Regions from separate parts of the Triticum aestivum genome. Here region 1 is linked to region 2. The links are chromatin contacts, called in public Hi-C maps. All regions are on one chromosome and are shown on one strand. The core of a region is the stretch at or near the end of the contact, and the rest is flanking DNA. Distances in the headings are between cores, read along the strand shown. Region 1 holds the start of LOC123046527 (calcium-transporting ATPase 5, plasma membrane-type). Region 2 holds the start of LOC123046525 (60S ribosomal protein L7-2).

Region 1 (6,078 bases), core at 1,054-3,553, 330 kb after region 2:
ATCTAGCCTACACCATGCAACATTGATGTCGACACGTTGTTCCTTGTCGAAGAAGTTGGCTTGAAGTCTTGGTTCGGTGGTGACAACCATTGCTGTGTTCGATCTTGTGGTTGGACCAAACAACATTGGTTTGTGAATGACGATTCTTTATGTAAGACATTGCATTGGAGTATCACACCCTTTGCCAAATCACTTGTCGCCCGGTTGATGGGTTATGGTCCATGGTGGTAGCATTTTGGGATAGGTAATGGAGATGCTGCCATGAAGTCGATGCAATGCGGGTGCCCTTCAAGTTTTTTCATATGGTTTTAAGCTTATTTATTTGGCATCGAGTTGCTTTTTAACTAATATAACTGGACGCTCTGCGCATCCGTGCGTAACATGACATTTATTATGTTTAGTCTCTCACACGCATACAATATATATTACTGTGCTACTTTTAACAAAATCAGTAGATGTACTGTGTTTGGTTACAATTGTGGCGATCCAAATGCACCTAACCTCTTTGGATCCAACAACCATTTATGTTTGGATACAATTGTGATGATATGACGATTACGATCAACTACTCTCTCCGAGTACAACGTTGTAATAAAAACAGCACCAATTCCAATTGTGGTTGCCAGCGGCATCGCTGTGCCAGTTTAGTATTGGAACGAGTTGTTCTAGGTAAAAAAAACACCAAAAGTTGTAACAACAGTTAATATGGATCGGGGGAGTTCTACAATTAAGTCACGGTACACATCTTTTGGAACCACGAGCCGCCGCCTCCTCCACCAAAAAAAGCTAGGGTTCCTGCCTCTCGCCGGCGCCGTTGCTGGTCCGCCGTCTTCGGTGGACCTAGGGCCATGGTGGATCCTGGCTAGGGCCGGCGGGAGGGCTCCGATTTTTGTCGTTCCTTTTTGTTTTGTTAGGGTTTGTGTCCTGCTCAGGAAGATCAGACGGCGGCGGCTCCCTGAAAATGGAATAAAAGTCTCCTCGCCTAGCCCCCGTTTCGGCTGTGCGCCTAACATCGTTGGTGGGCGTGTGAAGGTGTGTCTCCGGCGCTCTCCTTGGTGGATTTGCCCGGATCCCGTCGTTGTTCGTCTACGTTTGTGTGTCTTTGGGTTGGAACATTTCGATCTACGTTATTATTCATCGGCGACATTTGCTGTTTTGGTGCGCTGGCCCTATGGGGTCTTAGCACGACGGCTTCCCGACCGTCAAATTCTTTTGCCCGACTCCTGCGATGGAATGGGCGATGACGGCGACACGCCTTCGCCTCACTTCAGTCCTTGCAGTCTTCTCTATGTGGTCTATGAATTTGGATGTAATTTTTATTATTTCTGGTGTTCGTTGTACTATTATGATTGAAGATGAATATCACTCCATTCCCAAAATATTTGTCTTTCTAAAGATTTCAACAAGTAACTACATACGAAGCAAAATGAGTGAACCTACACTTTAAAATATGTCTATATACATCTGTATGTTGTAGTCTATTTGGAATGTCTAGAAAGATAAATATTTAGGAACAAAGAGATTAGACCGGAAGTTTTCTAAAAAGAAAAGGTCAGGGTGTACTCTGTTTCCTATGTGAAGTTATTGTGACCTTTTTGTTTTTTCCATAGTATCTGGATACTACTAATATACAAGTATATATACACATGTTGAGGAAGATATAGGGCTGTGATCCACCATACTATAAACGAACCAACCTGTGACTGGATGGTTAAAGGGACAGTGGTATTTCCAGTCCATCAGAATTTGGTGTGCGTATATGCGTTCATAGGAGTGAATGTACGCGCGTATGTATGGACGTTTGCGTCTGTAATGATCTTAAAAAAACTCCACTACATATACTATAAAAAGCCAGTAAATCAATGGTACGTGTTGTTGTTTATGGGAACTTCTGACAATCTTTCTGTTTCCTTCAAACCATCTCATTTTTAATATGAAAAGTATATATATATCAGATTTGCTATTTCACATCAAGATGTGAGATATTATCTCACATCTAACGCCCTCATCCTAGGAAGAAAACAAATCCATGAGAGACTTTAAAAAAAAATTAAGGGTGAAAAAGTTAGATGTGAGATATGACATAGACAGACCCTATATAATATCGAGGAAGGAGAGGCCGGTTGCCTTCCTTCTGAAAACGCATCGGGGCCACCGGATAGAATACGCGTCCCAACCCCTCCAGAAAAACCCGTACGTGGCGACGAGCCCCTGTGTTAAAATTCGAGCAGTAGAGGCAGTAGACAGCGGACAGCGAGGCTTTTGCCCCACCCCGCCCATATAAATCGGTGGCACGCCCGCGGCGTGACTCTACTCTGGACGGTAGTGCTGGTTAACGGCAGCGGAGAACTCGGCAGCGACGCCCTCCCTTCACAAAAGCCCTCTCTCCCAATCCACTGCTCGCCGGGAAATATCTCCCTTCTCCGCAAGGAAGCCGCGTGCTGTGCCGCGGCCTGCGGGTGAGGAGGAGCGGATGGAGTCGTCCTCGTCGGGCGGCGGCGCCAGCAAGGCGCGGCGGAGCGGCAGCTGGGGCAGCGTGGGCGGCGGCGGCGGCGGCAGCGGCAGCGACCCATTCGACATCCCCGGCAAGGGCGCACCCGTCGAGCGCCTCAAAAAATGGAGGGTGAGCCGCCGCCGCCGCTCCTCCTTCGCTAGCTATTTTTCCCCTGACATGTTTCGGCTGCTGTGAGCTCGCAGCGCTGAATTTTGGGTGTTTATTCTGAACTGCTCGCTCGTTTCTAATGTGTGGCCTGAGGGTTTTTACTGCTCGTTTCCTCCAGATTTGCTTAGTTTCTCTAGGATTCCATGCCGCGCGTAGGGTTTTGAATTCCAAATATATCGCTAGCTCCTGTTAGTTTAGAGACGAGCTACTTTCCGGTCTCCGAGTTTAGGGTTCAGAATCCCGCGGTTTTGCCTCGGCATTCTTGGCCCGGGCCTGCATCTGTACATGGTTAGGTCGATTCCCCTGCTTTTGATGCTTGTTGGGAGACGAGAGTGGGGTTTTCTCCTTCCGACGCTTCCGTTCCCATGCTATTTTCCCCCTTCCGCATCCGTGCTTGCCTTCACAGTTTTATGTCCAATTATTTTTACCGAGACATCGCCTCCCGCTCCGCTTTTGCTTCCACCGAGCGGATGCGTCAGTCGGCCGCCTTTGTTCTTCGATTCGATTTCGCGTGCGCGGAGCCCACCCACCGAGCCATTTGTTTGGGTTTGATTCAGGGTGGCTTCTCTTTCCTGTTTCGCGAATTGATTCGCGCTTCCACCGGCTTTGCGCTGTGCCCTCAATGCTTTCGAATTGTTCTATTGCCTTTGACGCAGACCGTGAAGTTGCGTTAGATTTGGGCTTCCGTTCCCTTTCTCTGGGATACGCTCTCGCTTTTGCATTTTTCTTCCGAACACTGACGATTTCTTAGAACCCTGTAGATGTAGGTGCGCATTATAATATTCTGGATTGGTGGAGCGGAGTAGCCACGCGTCGAACCGTGGCAGTGCTTTGAGCTGCCGACGTGCTCGTCTTGGGAGTAGTATTGTTCTGACGTCTCGAATTTGATAGTAGTCATACCTATGTTTGACTCACCAGTATGGTCCGAGACTGCTGCAGATGAAGTAGTATTTAATTTTCTGTTCGGAGTGGCTACATTTGCGCCATCCATGTCGGCAAGCAGTCCTTGAGCTTTTGCAAACTTGCCCGGATTCACAATATTCGCAATTCCGTACATACACTGTTCATTCATCTAGTACTACATACTCCCAAATACCACTCGAAAACGACGCAATCTGTTGTTATCATGTGCGATTCCTCCAGATTTGCTTTGCGATTGTCTTTTCATAAAGCTCTATTATGTTCGGGACCGGTGGCCCGCAACTGTCGGATCTCATTCAGAAATTTTATTAGAACAGGAAATATTAGCTGGAACTTGTTGAAATATGTGGGTGTAGGTTGGTTTGATCCCCACCCGGGGCCATTGCAGCCACGTGCAGAAGTGGTTGCTGGCCATTAGGGCTGCCAGCAATTTTAGTTATTTTGATAATAAATCTTTTGCACGGTAGTATTGTGTTTGCATCTAACTAACAACTTCAAGGAGTGGAGATGGGAAATTTGTAGTTGTGTCCGATAATATAGTTGTATCGGGTCTCCTTCAAACTTGGAGTTTCTGACACAATGTCTAGTCTGTAGTTTAATTTTGCAGTATGCTGCACAAAGTTTGTGCTGGTGGCGCAACCTTTTATTTAAGCCATTGCTAGCGCAATGTGGTCTTTTCTGGGTGCTGTCAGTAACTGGAGCTTCTTTCCTTAGGAGGCTGGACACATTGGTTCTTACTGCTGTTGATTGAGTGCTGATCTTTTAGACTGTTCTGAATATAATCCCTTCGATTTTGTCCACTGCAGCAAGCAGCTCTTGTCCTGAATGCATCAAGGCGATTCAGGTACACATTGGACTTGAAAAAAGAGGCGCAAAAGGAGGAAGTCATAAGAAAAATTCGTGCACAAGCTCATGTTATCAGGGTATTGCATCGTCATGTTTTCTCTTTGTTTCATTTAGCCGATTAGTTGATTTATGCTGATTTTTCCTTATTTCCTTCTTTAGGCCGCATTCCGTTTCAAAGAAGCAGCTCGAGTCGGTACGACTACAAAGGACGCACCAGGTAATTTCCTTTCTCACCTACCCACTTACCAGTCCTTCCTGTGCTCTGTACAGTCGTCGTTTGGGTTTGCTCTTTTGAGCATTCTGAGCAGACAATTTATTAATGCTTTGTAGGAACTTGCTAATATGTAATATATCATTCGATAGTGGTCATCTGAATTCGGACTGAATTCAGACTATAATCATGGGATGTACAGATCAGTTTCATGAAATTCTGATAGGATTTCTTTGATGATGATTTTTGCAGAAGCTCATGCCGATGGTGCTCTTGGCTTTGGAATTAAAGAAGACCAGCTTACAGCACTGACCAGAGATCATAACTACTCTGCTCTACAGCAGTATGAAGGGGTGAGCTAATTCTGTTGTCAGTGTGCTTCACACTTTCCTGTCATAGTTTGCGTCTTGTAACCTTCCCTACAGATTTCAGGGCTAGCAAATATGCTGAAGACAGATACTGACAAGGGGATCAGTGGAGAGGAGTCCGATATTGATGCGAGAAAGAATGCATTCGGGTCGAACACATACCCTCGCAAGAAAGGAAGAAGCTTTTTGGTATGAGATTGTTCTCTTATATTAGTATGGCAATTGCTGTCTTCTGTCTGGAGGCTCACTCTTGGTGTGTTCTCACTGTTATTTAGGCCTTCGTGTGGGATGCTTGTAAAGATTTGACACTCATCATCCTCATGGTCGCCGCTGCGGTTTCATTGGCCTTGGGCATATATACAGAGGTGTGTGTTGGATCTTTAGTTCATCTGTTATTTACCTCTGCATGTTGATCCAGCATCATTCCTCTTTGCTCAGCTTGTAACTTATTTTCATTTAGATTTTTCTCTTTGCTCAGCTGGTTACCATTAACTAGATGGTTCATCACCATTCTTGTGTCTGGTTTTATGTGTCTATGACTCCCATTACAACCTTTTCTGGTTTCTAGGGGATAAAAGAAGGGTGGTATGATGGGGCCAGCATTGGTTTTGCTGTACTCCTTGTTATTTTTGTTACAGGTATGCCACCACAACCATCTTTCCTGTTTCTGGTTATTTCTGTGAGCAATTATAATAATATCAACGTTTAGTCTGTCCTTTAACTTGCACTGTCAGCGTCTAAATTCCTTGGACAATATAGATCAGTGCCGAATAAGAAAATAAAAAGTGTAAAGTGTTGCAGTCACAGCATGTATTCCTGAAACTTATCTTAGACATGTTACTTGGCATTTATTATTAACGTATCACAATGTTGTCCAGCTACCAGTGACTACAAGCAATCGTTGCAGTTCCAAAACTTGAATGAGGAGAAACAGAACATTCAATTGGAGGTTAAAATTTTAGACTCATCTTGTTATAAATTGTTTATTCTTCCTGAATAATGTCTCAGATGTTCTCGTTCAGGTTGTGAGAGGTGGAAGGCGAATCAAGGTATCAATTTTTGATTTGGTT
Region 2 (6,037 bases), core at 3,524-6,023:
AATGGTTCCATTTCAGAGGAATGGGTCGGTTCCGTTCTTACGTTTGGTTTGAACTAAAAAATGGAATGGAATGGTTCTATTCACGTGTTTGGTTGGAGAGATGGAATATAAGATCAGCTTGACCAATACGGTAGCGATAACCAGTACAATACATGTAGGAAATAAATCTTTTGTATCAGCATACACGATGGCATACACGCACACAGAGGCGGAGCCAGCGTGGTAGCGTTGGGTTCAGATGAACCCAACCACTTTTGCTGGTCCAGTACACACGTAGGTATGTAAAATCCCATGAACCCAACAAAAAAAAAGGTCTGAACCCATCGAGCAACGCGGGAGTGAGCAGTCTAATAAAAAGGCCCAAAAGCCCAATAATAAATTGCCTTTATACCGCCTGTTCGTACCCTAATTCTATTCTTCACGACCTCGGTCAGCCGTCACGCCACGGCAGGTCGATGGCAGCGAAGCCGGCAATCGTTGTTAAGAACTCCAATTTAGAGGTACTGAGATCGCATGACCACATACGTCTCCTCTCTAGTGTTCATATTTTAATTTTCTAGTTGCTTACTCCATGTACTTCTTTGTGCGGGTTTTACTCCAAGTGTTTTGACCGATCTAGGGTATGAATGATATTTCTCAAAAGAGAAACCTGATCACCAGATCCAAATAGGAGTATTATAATTCAAGGCCACCTATAGACGCAGGTAATGTGCATCATATTTCTGAAGACGTAACTCATCAATTTCTACAGAGTGTGTGCGTCCGCTTTGACTAATTTTTGCTTCCTAAATTGTATGGCTAGGGTTTTTAATTTTAAGAGTGATTACTTGGTAATTGGAATATGGCGACTTGTCAATTTTTGGCGGTGATTCACATATACTTGGGTCATTCTCCAATGGCCAGATGCACCCGAACTAGGTTAACTCCATAATCACACAATTTAATCAGTATGCTTTTATAATTACTAGTTAAATGTGTTGATGTGGAATAAGAAATAATAATATTTCCGCCTTTGCTATTCATAAGTGATATTATATTTCTACCTATTTTGCATTTTTTGAGTGCTATATTTTTCTTCTTCTTTGAAACCGAGTGCTATATATTTAATGTAAGGTGGTGCAGAAAAAAAAGAGAGATTAAATCCCCACAATCAGTCAATGAATGAACCCATCGGCTAAATTTTCTGGCTCCGCCCCTGCACGCACAAATGGATAGCACCATTATTTATCTTCAGCAACATACACGCGGATAACCGCACAAATGGATAGCACCATTAGGTTGCCAAAATTATTATCGCCAGGATCCCTGCTAGCTCGCCCCACTACGGCTTGAGGAGGGAAGATTCGTACTTGGGGTGAAGAAGGAGGTGTTCATCGCCGCTCGCCCGTTGTAGCAACAGCTCGTCCGCCGCTTGCCCGCTGTAGCAGCCGCTCGTCGGCCCGCTCACCCGCTGGGAGAAGGAGAGACGAGGGAGGTGAGAGCAAGACGGGGAACGAGAAAGGAAGAGACGACCGGGAAGTGAGGGAGAGGCGGCGCTGCTGGCGCATATCATGGTGGGGAGTGGGGGAGACGAGGGCGAGTGGCCCGTTCCGCGTCGTTCCTTCGATTTGGACGTACGAGTGGATTCCGCATATCAAGCGAATATTCGGTTTCTGGGAACGAGTTGGTTCTCCCCCTCGACCCAACCAAACACTCGAACGAGTCCTGGATGCGGGTCGGACCCATTATATTCCACCTGGTGATAGAAACTAAACACACCCTACAAGAACAGCAAGGAACCCCTTTTTGCGCTTGTATACAGGCTAACATTAGTACAACTGACTAGCAAATTAGGAGAAGGATTGCCTCTAGGATAGAGAGGAAATTAGCGCCAAAGATTGGATCCAAGTTGAAAGTGATACTCCCTCCTTCCCAAAATATACTTTGCACTGTCTCTTATGCACAACTTTGACCGTTAATACATACTCCCTCCATTCTTAAACATAGGATGTATAGTTTTTAACACGGAAATTAAAAAAGGCACATGAAAGAAAATTTTCACAAGTTTTGAACGAGATTACACCTGACTAATTGACATGAGTAAATAGAGGAGCTTGCCTGATATAAGAAAATGTAATCAAATCCCTAAAACAAATATCCAACGAGCGTTGCAACGCAATACACTTTATATTTTGGAATTTTTTTTTCAAAAATCTATACACCTTATAAGGAAAGGAGAGAGTATAAAAAGTGCACGGATTGAACATGTATAACTGATAACATCCTTGCAGAACAGCACTTCCGCTTTGTTTCATGTATATTTATACTAGTTTAGTGGAAATACAAAAATGAAAACCGTTGTGCGATTAAAACAAGAAAAGTCAAAGCACACCTTATATCTTGGGAAGGAGGTAGTACAAGATTTGCGTGCCTATAGCCCAAATATGGCAAGGAACTTGGCCAATATAAGACCAAATAAAATAGTAGAGGACGGAAACCAAAAGCATTTTTGGGATCCACAGTAAAAACAAGCTAAAAAACTTAGTATTTCTAGAGGAAATGTGGGATTTCATCCAAACATGTCTAGTTCTCGATACAAAAAACGCATGCATATTCATCATCCGCTTCCTAATGTGAAACAAGTTTATCCTTCCAACACAGGCTATTATCATGCTCATTCAACCTAGTTCATCCTTCTAACGAGCTGGTTGATGTAGTTCTCGCGGTTGCCAGCATCACCACCCTCGACGTAGTGGTTCCTCTTCTTCTTCAGGCCACCGAGCGGAGCCTTGAGCTTGAATGGCCACAGGAAGTTGTTAGCCTCCTTGAAGTGTGGGCCGACGGTCAAGATCTCATGCACAAGGTCCTCAATGCAGATGATGTTGTGCTTCCCCAAACCCTGGTAAGAGGCAATGATTCAACTTAGCATGGATATGCACCATAGACGCGCACAGGTCTATGGTTGAAGAAACAAACCTCCTCGATGACTTTGTTGTTGGTCAGAGGGATCCTTTGCTTGTTGAGCTTTCCGTAACCTCTCTTGTAGATCAGCTCCCTGACACTCTTGAGGTTAGGGTACCTACACAGATCATGAATTATACTAGTCAGCAACAATGCAATATCATATCAAGTCTGTAGTTGATCTGACTTGGATCACTTGAAATCTTGGTTGTTGGCACTACATATGAGAAAAATGATTGCCTATAGTTTGTACCAACATTTAAGAAAACCAGCTAAACTAACATAATTGCTTGGGAGTGAATAAAGCAAGGATGGTGCAGGTTTCAGACTAAAGTTTTCAAAAGACTTGGCAAGTGGCTAAACAAGTTGGCCTGAAGCAGTAAAATGGCTTAGTAGACAGTAGATAACACGGTGGTAAATTCATCCAACCAAAAGACCAGGTACAATTTATTTTACATTAGGAGACAAGGAAGACAACAGGAATGCATTCAATTAAGACTCAAAAGGTAGACAGATAACATACCCGTAAGCAACATATGGCTCAACCCGACGCAGCATGTTAATGGTGGCCTTGTTGACCTTAAGGAACACACCATTAAAAATCTGTACAAATGAAGTTTAGCAGTGAGCATCAGTAATCATTTTCAGAAGTAGATGTATCAAGCAACATGTGCATTCAAAGGACCAAATAATTGATCAACCCACCTGCCTCAAACGCAAAAGCTGCAAGATCTTCTTGGTCTTTGGGTGCATAGCATTGATACTGTAGTGCAACGTTTCAGAAAATTAGCATCAAACCATGGGAACACAAACCCAAATCAATGCAGATAGCAATGATCAAATGGCAAGTGGTGCCTTACCCACGGATACGGACGACAAACAGCAGCTTTGCCTCAGGACTGACATAGAACCCACCCTTCATCCGGGCCTCACGCTTAAGTTGCACCAGCTCCTTGTCCTGCTCAATTAACAAAGTTCTCGTTACTGAGAGCACACTCAGTAATGATACCATCAGGGAGAAACACCAACATCTCAATGATCACTAAAGCTGGATTACAGCTATGTGGTAGTGGTACGTATGTTGGACTAGAGCATAACAAAAATCTGGAATTAAACAACTAGCAAGATTCTACATGGACATAGGTTGTCTAGCAGTGACGCACAGCACAAAAGCATCAAGAAAATGGACAGGTTTGAACATATCTTGCGTATGGTACTGCTAAACTCCGATCAGTCTTCCCCTATCGACTGAAGAAAGGTAAACCATATAGTTGATACAAAACGTAATCAGTGGTAGGACCGCAGGTAGCAAGTTTGCAGAGCAAGAATCTAATCAACATCCACAAACGAGCAAAGGGCATTGGATCGAGCGAGACATGAGCAGCGATCTGACCTGAGCCTCATACTCCCCGGCGTACTCCTTGGCGCGGGCGTAGATGACCTTGGTGTTCTCCGCGTCCTTCTTCTTCTCGTCGGCGACCTTCTGCTTCTTCGCGGCGGCCCAGACCTCTCCCCTCTTCCTCTTGAAGTTCACCGACTCCGGCACCGGCACCTTCGCCGCCTCGGAGGCCATCTGCGCGGACGCAATCAACCACAGATCCTTCAGGCTTAGATCGAAGCGGGGAGGGGACAGCGGCGGGTTCGGGGGACCGGTGCTTACCTCGACGAGCTGCGCTTCGTGGGAGAGGAGACGGCGAGGGTATGGGGAGAGGCGGCGGCGGTGACGGGGTTGAGTGCGCGGATTAAGTAGGGGGGATCTCGCTTGCTAGGGTTCGTGGGGCGGATCCGACGGTTGCGAGTGGCTGGATGGAGTGTGCAGGGCACCGGTAATGGCATACGGGCTTTCGTGGGCTTTGGGCCCCTGCTTCGTTTGCGGTTGTTACCAAATACTCCGTATTTTGTTCTTTTTCCACTTTGATAAATAGCGAGCGAATGGGTTTTCTGGTACTTGAGCGAATGTGGAGGAACCCAAAAGAAAACTAGACCTGTAGTCCCTCCGTAGAGAAATATAAAAGCGTTTAGATAGTACTTACAGAGGGAGTAACTTTTGTTAGCCCATGAAGGCAGATTTCGACAACTTCTGGGGTCGGTGTAACCAATGTTTTCGCAATATAATATACTCCCTGTGATCCTGAATATAAGTCGTTTTGTTAGTTTAATTTGAACTATCAAAACAAATTAAGTTAGGAACATAAGGAGTACTTGGATTTGAACCATTTGAATGGAACCCCTCGAAAAATTAAATGCAATATGTACAAAGGAGAATCAAATTTTCTCAGAAAAGAAGAGTAAACCAATTGATGTTTTTTGCATGCACAAACTAAAGTTCATTTGAATGCACACGGGGATGTTCTACGATGAATTTTGTAGAATAGTAACCATTAAAGCGAGTTGCTTTGAAAGGTTTCCATAATTCACTAGAGTATTATAAAAGTTTATCAGAAGTACAAAGTATCTCAACATAATTAAAATTACATTGAGATCTCCGGATCATTGAGCAACCATTACAGTCACCGGAATGAGCCGTCGACGCGTCGTTGTCGCCGCTACCCTACCGAAGCTGGCTTGACCTTGTTGATAGACAGCCGGAAAATCTTCATGCACGTGCCCCTAAGAACCAGCCCTGAATCCACATATCTAGTGGTTGAACCCTTTATCTCTATACTTATAAAAGAGCAAACATTGTTTTCTCTAAACGCACCACACTGAACATACGCATGATTAGGCACATTGAACTCAATCTAACATGTGGACTTAACCAAATTCGATCTATCTTTGCACTTAGCAATTTACACTGACGAACTGTACTCTACTGGTAAAGGAAATACGAAACTCCACCCATTGCCTAGTATTTACACCGCTACACGTATTGACTTAAAACAATAAGACTATTTTGTCGATCAATCTTGCACAACTTCAATTTTCTGAGGGAAAAAACAAATGCTCCACTAGTTAGTTATGTTTGCATGGTGGATCACTGCAATTAAACTTTTCGGCTTGTAAGGTATAGTTTTTACCCCAGTTCTTGTATCCCAGTCAGGATTACAACATGGTTAATAGTTCAACTTCATTTTCTTATAATGGCGTTAACCTTCCC

What was found. Hi-C and Micro-C count contacts between places; a contact is called where the count stands out from the background.
Region 1: a contact with region 2 is called in a Hi-C map of leaf, with 8 times the contacts expected there. The contact joins the promoter of LOC123046527 here to the promoter of LOC123046525 in region 2. A contact is called at or near these places in 3 of 5 Hi-C or Micro-C datasets (all in leaf).

What each region holds. Positions count from the first base shown.
Region 1 is chr2B:655,920,413-655,926,490 of IWGSC CS RefSeq v2.1, forward strand. LOC123046527 (calcium-transporting ATPase 5, plasma membrane-type) reads left to right here and starts at 2,304. Exons shown (of 34, transcript XM_044469926.1): 1 at 2,304-2,623; 2 at 4,390-4,506; 3 at 4,589-4,646; 4 at 4,893-4,993; 5 at 5,066-5,197; 6 at 5,284-5,373; 7 at 5,577-5,646; 8 at 5,887-5,957; 9 at 6,031-6,078. The coding sequence starts at 2,474.
Region 2 is chr2B:655,588,066-655,594,102 of IWGSC CS RefSeq v2.1, forward strand. LOC123046525 (60S ribosomal protein L7-2) reads right to left here and starts at 4,774. Exons shown (of 7, transcript XM_044469924.1): 1 at 4,601-4,774; 2 at 4,334-4,513; 3 at 3,801-3,898; 4 at 3,646-3,703; 5 at 3,464-3,543; 6 at 2,956-3,058; 7 at 2,346-2,878. The coding sequence starts at 4,513. The coding sequence ends at 2,663. LOC123046526 (a long non-coding RNA gene) reads left to right here and starts at 405. Exons shown (of 3, transcript XR_006422401.1): 1 at 405-500; 2 at 620-704; 3 at 803-1,002.